2 separate regions of the Oryctolagus cuniculus genome follow, and region 2 is linked to region 1. The links are chromatin contacts, called in public Micro-C maps. All regions are on one chromosome and are shown on one strand. The core of a region is the stretch at or near the end of the contact, and the rest is flanking DNA. Distances in the headings are between cores, read along the strand shown.

Region 1 (3,408 bases), core at 374-2,873:
CTCCTGCTGCTTCTAAAACTCAGGTGGTTCTTTATTTCATAGTGTAGGTTGGATATGGTTAGAAAGTCCTTGGCTGGGTAACATGGGTTCTGTGTATTTTCCCTCTGTGTAGTGTGAGGAAATGAACCAAATGGGCAGCAGGAGAGATAGCTCAGCTTCCCAGTTCCTTCGGACCCAAGAAGCTGCACTGTTACTGAGGTGAATGTACAGCCTTCATCTTTGCAGATTCTTCAGAAAAATCATAACTGAGTTTCTGGAGTGGGTGGGGGAAGGTTTTACCTAGACAGGTGGTTCTAAGCTGGCTTTTTTTTTTTTTTTTTTTTTAAGATTTATTTTCTTTATTTGGAAGGCAGTGTTACAGAGAGACAAAGAGGGAGACAGAGAAAGGTCTTCTATCCGCTGGTTCACTCTCCAAATGGCCACAAACAGCCAGAGCTGGGCCAGGCTGAAGCCAGGTCCCAGGAGCTTCTTCTGGTCTCCCATGTGAGTGCAGGGGCCCAAGCACTTGAGCCATCTTCTGCTGCTTTCCCAGGCACATTAGCAGGGGGCTGGATGTGAAGTGGAGTGGCTGGGTCTCAAACCAGCACTGATATGGAATGGTGGTGCTGCAGGCAGCAGCTTAACCCATTATACCACAATGCCAGCCTCCCTTTTAAAAGATTTTTCAAGACTTATTTGAAAGCTAAAGAGAGAGAGAGAGAGAGATCTTGTACACACTGGTTTGCCCCCAAAATGGCCACAGTGACTGGGGCTGGGCCAGGCTGAAACCAGGAACCTAGGAGCCCAGAACTCCATCCAGTTCTCCCACGTGGGTGACAGAGGCCCAAGAACCTGGATCATCTTCCACTGCTTTTCCAGGAGCATTAGTAGGGAGCTGTAATGGAATTTAAAACTCTAGCCCGTGGTTTATTGGCTTTCAAGCTTCTGGCTGTTAAATAATTGTTTTAGGTGTATCTCTTTTTCTCTTGTAATTTAATAGATTATATGATCTCTAAGCTTCCCCTCCCTCCCCCATAATGTTAGAAGACAAGACACATGTGAGCGACTTGGTGAAGTCTTGGCTAAGTTGAAATGGCATTTCGGAGACTCTGTAGCATTTGTGATGGAGATTTTTCCTTAAATTCTAGGACACAGGTTGCCACCTGCCAGGCTGTGGGCTGAGTGCTTTCTTTTTTTTTTTTTTTTTTTTTTTTTTTGATAGGCAGAGTGGACAGTGAGAGAGAGAGACAGACAGAAAGGTCTTCCTTTGCCTTTGGTTCACCCTCCAATGGCCGCCACAGCCGGCGCACCATGCTGATCCAATGGCAGGAGCCAGGTACTTCTCCTGGTCTCCCATGGGGTGCAGGGCCCATGTACTTGGGCCATCCTCCACTGCACTCCTGGGCCACAGCAGAGAGCTGGCCTGGAAGAGGGACAACCGGGACAGAATCCGGCGCCCCAACTGGGACTAGAACCCGGTGTGCTGGTGCCGCAAGGCGGAGGATTAGCCTAGTGAGCCGCGGCACCAGCCCCTGAGTGCTTTCTATAGGTGAGCTCACTGAGTCTCCCAGCAGTCCCTGCAGTGTGTTCTGCCATTCCCTGAGCGCCAGGTCGTTCACTGCTGGAGATCACGTGGCGAGTGGGTGGCCGCAGGGGCTTACAGGCTCAGCAGCCTGCTCCCTCCCACCCTCATCCCTTAGGCTGCCTTCCATTCAGACTGCAGCCAGGACCGCCTGTGCTCCTCCCTGATGTGGGCCAGCCGCACCTGTCGAATGGAACCTGAAGGAGGGAGTGGGAATGAAAAGAGGGACAAGGGCGCAGAGAATGGAGCCAAGACAGAAGCCTGATCAAGGCTCGTTTATTCTAGCGTCTCAGTGATATTTTATACATAACCAGCTGCAGCTCAAGGCAACACAAAAGTTAACAACACAGGCAAGCAACTTATCAGGCTTTCTGCAACACAATCATAACATAGTTAATTTTAGCGGAGTGTTCTTGTTTGATCATTCTCCTAGAGCATGGGAATAGGTGACTTTTTTTCCTCCCAGGAATTCCACAAGCCAAGACTGACCTTGACTTGTCTATGACTTGTTTATGGGCTGCCTACACCTCCCTGCCAGTGCCTGGCTGCATGTGACCAAGATGCAGGCGGCAGGCAGGCCCTTGTTCGTTTAGACCAGTCTTTGCGGGTACAGTCATGGAGTGCCAAAGCAACGGGACCTTCTGTGGGGATCTTTGTGTTCTGGCTCTGACACAGGGAAGGCAGGGGAGGATGACTAAGGAAGAGGGGAAGAACAGGTAAGGTGGAAGTTTCCTTGGTACCACCAGGGTCCTCCCACTGCTGCCTGCTGTACACCTGTGCTTCCTGTCACCCAGCACCTGTGGTCTCCTGATGAGGTCATGCAAAAGCATTGTGGGTGAGACGGGGCTTGGCGCCGTGAGATTTCCTCCCGAAAGAGTTTCCTCACCTTTAATACAGGTTCCAAGGTTTCCAAAGAGTGACATTAATTCACTTCCTATTTCGTTTCTTCTGTGTAGTGTTCCCCCATCAACAAAATACACTATTTTTAAATTTTAGATTTATTTATTTATTTGAAAGGCCGAGTTACAGAGAGAGAGAAAGGTCTTCTATCTGCTGGTTCTCTCCCCCAAAAAGCTGCAACGGCCAGAACTGGGCCCACCCAAAGCCAGGAGCCAGGAGCTTCTTCCAGGTCTCCCATGCGGGTGCAGGGGCCTATGCATTTGGGCCATCCTCCACTGCTTTCCTAGGCCACAAACAGCTAGATTGGAAGTGGAATGGCTGGGACTCATATGGGTGCCGGTATGGCAGGTGGCAGCTTTACCCGCTTCACCACAGCACTAGCCCCCAAAATACACTTTTTTTTTTTTTGGACAGGCAGAGTGGACAGTGAGAGAGAGAGAGACAGAAAGAAAGGTCTTCCTTTGCCGTTGGTTCAACCTCCAATGGCAGCTGCGACCGGCACACTGCGGCCGGCCCACCGCGCTGATCTGAAATCAGGAAGCCAGGTGCTTCTCCTGGTCTCCCATGCAGGTGCAGGGCCCAAGCACTTGGTCCATCCTCCACTGCCTTCCCGGGCCACAGCAGAGAGCTGGACTGGAAGAGGGGCAACTGGGACAGAATCCGGAGCCCCGACTGGGACTAGAACCCGCTGTGCCGGCGCTGCAGGTGGAGGATTAGCCTAGTGAGCTATGGCACCGGCCCAAAATACACTTTTTAAAAATATGTCCTGGTCTCCTGGAAGTTGCTTCTCACCCATACAACTTTCTATTCACTTCATCCCAAAGCAGCTTTTGAGAAAACTGTATGAGCACTTTTCAGTGTTAGGAGACTTTGGGCCTGGGGCATTTCAGAGTTGCATCAGAGCAGGGCGTATGGAGTGATCAGGTCAGCACATAGGTACTGAGACC
Region 2 (3,408 bases), core at 310-2,809, 190 kb after region 1:
GGAAGCGGGATGGGAGTTGGGGGGGGTGGGAGGGCGGGTATGGGGGAAAAAACACTGTATTCCAAAGCTTTATCTATGAAAAAAATGCATTCATTAAATAAAAACTTAAAAAAAAGATGTTTCTATCACATCTAGTGTCCTGATTCCTAGATGGGAAATGAGATTTACCCAGAGTAATTTCCCTGTCAATTTAGTGGATTCCAAGGGCCTTACAGTGTGGATCCACAGAGCAGCAGCAGTCCCATGAGCAGCTTATTCAAACTGTACCTCAGACACCATCCAGATGCCAAGAACCAGAATTTTACAAAATCCCAATGTGATCCCTTTACATTCACAATGGACAAACATTACTGTAGCCGGCAAGATTTAAAGAATGGTTTAGAGTAAGACCAAACCATGGGACAGGATGGACTACACTCCAGCTTTTGTCAGTGAGAACACTCTATAGGAAATGTTCTAAGTTAGGCAATACCCTAGAAAATTGAGGGCGGGGGGACTGATCACATGGCTTGTGTTCTGCAAGGTCCAAGTTTATTCACAATAACCCACCAAGTTCAATTTCAAAACAGCGACTTAAGCATAAACCTTGGCTGAGAATACACTAAGTAATTCTATGACAGGCTGCAAGCCACAGTCCAGCCTGGACTTCTCTATGCTACAAAATAAGTGCAGAAAACGAAGCATCTTTAAACCAACTTGAAAACTTAAAATTCTGCTCAAAGATAAGGTTAGAGAGAAGCCAAGCACAGGGTTTGTCTAGGCGGCCGGAGGTGTGGCTCGCGATTAGCAGCAGCCGTACTGGTTATCCTGCGACTGTCTTTTGGAAAACGTGAATGTAGGGATCGCATGTGCACTTCCTCCCATTACCTCAGGGCCGGGCAGTTGTTGGCGAGGATGACCAGCTTCGCCTTGCCTTGCCTGATCATCTTCAGAGACTGCTTGTACCCCAGCACGTATTTTCCGCTCTTCATCACAAGCTGGAGCCTAGAGTTGATCGACTCCAGCGACTTTTTCTACAAAGCAAACATGTAACACGGGCCTGAAGGCCTCGTCTGCGATCACCTCAAACCTGAATCCAGCCTTCTGGAGCCGAGCCTCTTAAAACCTCCGCCATCGAGGGTCCGGAGCCACTGAAAGGGTCTCTCTGTTCCCTCCGGCCTCTTCCCAATGCTACGAGTCAACGCTGTCGCCCCGGCGAGCTCCGAGATGCCCGCCCCGGCCACGGCCCGATCTCTCCACGTGAATCGGCCTCCAGCCCTGGCGCGCCCCACTCACCGTCTTCTTGGCGGCCACCATCTTCCTGCCTTAGGTGCGGGACGGCCTCCAACCTGGAACATAACAGAGGACAGGGCAGGAAGATTAGAATCCGAAGCTTCCAACGGCAACCCGCAGGAATCCCCAGCCTGCTTAATCCTCGGCCCGGTGGAGACCACTCACCAAGTGCAGCCGCAAAGATGGCCGGGGAGCGAGAAAGGAAGGAGTTCCCACAATGCAAAGCTCTTCACGGCAGAGCCGGAACGCAAAGCCGGAAGCGGAAGCAAATCGCAAGCGGAAGGGGCGGAGCTATAGGAGGAGCGCGGTTCCTGGTTGCTCTAGGATACCGCGGGACAGTATGGTGACCTGAGTGTTCGGATCCCCGTATTGTAACGTTAGGGTTCTCGGTGGGTGATGCTGCTTTTGTGGTGCGAGCCGCGGGCGTAGGAACTGAGGAGCGTTGAACCAGGCGGCAGTGGGAGAAGCCGCCTGCGGATGAGGTGGCAGGCTCTGTGAGAACCGGCGGCGGGTGCAGCCGCTGTCTCGGTGCCCAGGAGGTCTCAGCCCGTAGGCGCGGCGTTTGGGGAGGCTCGGGGGACCCTGGTGCGCCCCATCTGCATTTTCCCTCCTCCGGCTCTCGCCTGATCCTGCCTGAGTTACTGGCCCCGGAAACGGTGGCTCCCGGCGCAGGCTCCCACAAACTCACCTTTTACGGCAGTGTTAGTGTGGACCTGTGAGCCGTACTTGCATAGGAAGTGCGATAAACAGTTTTAATTTTTAAAAGTATTTTTGCTGTGAACTTTGGACCTTAGTGTAAATGTCCAGTGAGGGGTCATCCATAGTGTTAGGCTCCGGTGGAGTTAGGCGCAGCGGTTAAGACTGGGTTGGGGATCCTGCATTCCATATCCCAGTGCTGGGTTGAGTCCCTGCTCTGCTTCCAATCCAGCTTCCTGCTGATGCACACCCTGGGAAGCAGTAGGTGATGGCTCAAAGACTTGGGTCCTGCCACCCGCATGGAAGACCCAGAGTTCCGACTTTGGGGAGTGAACCAGGGGATGGAAGATCTCTCTCTCTGCTTCTCGCTATCGCTCTGCTTTTCAAATAAAATAAAAGCTAAAAAGATATTGGCCGGCCTGGGAGGGGCCTTTGGCACATGTAGCACCAGCAGTCTATGGGAAAGCAGCCCACGTTGGCCCAAGGGCTTAAGCCCCGCCCCACCCACTCCCCACACGCACACACACGGCAGAGGGCAGTGGGATTTCTGTCTCCTGCCTACCTGGCCCTTCCCTGGTCTTTGCAGCCATTTGAGGATTGAACCAGCCGATGGACCATCTCTCTTTAACCCTGCCTTTCAAATAAGTAATTTTTTTTTTTAAAGAAATAGATATTAGCTGCAGAAGAAAGTCCCCACCCTCTCACCAGCAACAACAAAAATGTAGAATCAGACTGGTAGATGAACTGTTTCTAGTGTCATCCTGGAAAGAAGGGACAGGGTGCTCGCGTCGGCAGCACATATGCTAAAATTGGAATGAAAGAAGGAACAGGGAGGAACTTCACCCTCAAAACCTGTGCTGAACCAGAAACTATGCTACTTTATTTACTTATATTACTGTTTTTAATATTTATTTATTTATTTGAAAGAGTTACACAGAGAGAAGGAGAGGCAGAGAGAGAGGTCTTACATCCGCTGGTTCACTCCCCAATTGCCTGCAATAGCACCGATTTGAAGACAGGAGCCAGGAGCTTCCTCTGGGTCTTCCCACGTGGGTGCAGGAGCCTAAGGACTTGGGCCATCTTCCACTGCTTTCCCAGGCCATAGCAGAGAGCTGGGTGAGAAGTGGAGCAGCCAGGACTTAAACTGGCATCTGTATGGGATGCCAGCACTGCAGGCGGTGGCTTTACCCTCTGTGTCACAGCACTGGCCCTTTACCTATTTTATTTTACTTAACAGTTAAAAAAAGCTGTGAGATAGTAACCAGATTGTCAGAGTTAGCACCAGAACCAACATTTGTAGCTTAGGGATCTTCACAAAAATCAAGTGCTTGCTCCATTTTGAAGTGAAATTGCTGTAGCAAGAATTACTTGCTTTAACATGTAGGCATGAATTATTTAACATTGTGTGAATCCCATTAATATTTGCCTTCTATTAACTGG

The links. A called contact is a pair of places that touch in the nucleus more often than the background predicts.
Region 2: a Micro-C map of ear pinna shows a contact between it and region 1, with 3 times the contacts expected there. The contact joins the promoter of RPL30 here to the enhancer-like site in region 1. A contact is called at or near these places in 4 of 6 Hi-C or Micro-C datasets (ear pinna, embryonic fibroblasts, liver and 1 more).

What each region holds. Positions count from the first base shown.
Region 1 is chr6:123,488,893-123,492,300 of mOryCun1.1, forward strand. The region is part of intron 6 of LAPTM4B (lysosomal protein transmembrane 4 beta); the gene reads left to right. Among named protein-coding and RNA genes, the nearest start is that of MATN2, 30 kb to the right of the region's middle. Within about 2 kb of position 1,624, at least 1 of the 8 cell types and tissues checked has an H3K27ac peak or open chromatin away from gene starts, as enhancers often do. A contact at or near this core is called in ear pinna, where this site is marked.
Region 2 is chr6:123,681,228-123,684,635 of mOryCun1.1, forward strand. It overlaps RPL30 (ribosomal protein L30), which reads right to left and starts at 1,560. Exons shown (of 5, transcript XM_002710706.4): 1 at 1,438-1,560; 2 at 1,276-1,328; 3 at 868-1,013. The coding sequence starts at 1,296. LOC138849945 (a long non-coding RNA gene) reads left to right here and starts at 1,551. Exons shown (of 2, transcript XR_011389255.1): 1 at 1,551-1,661.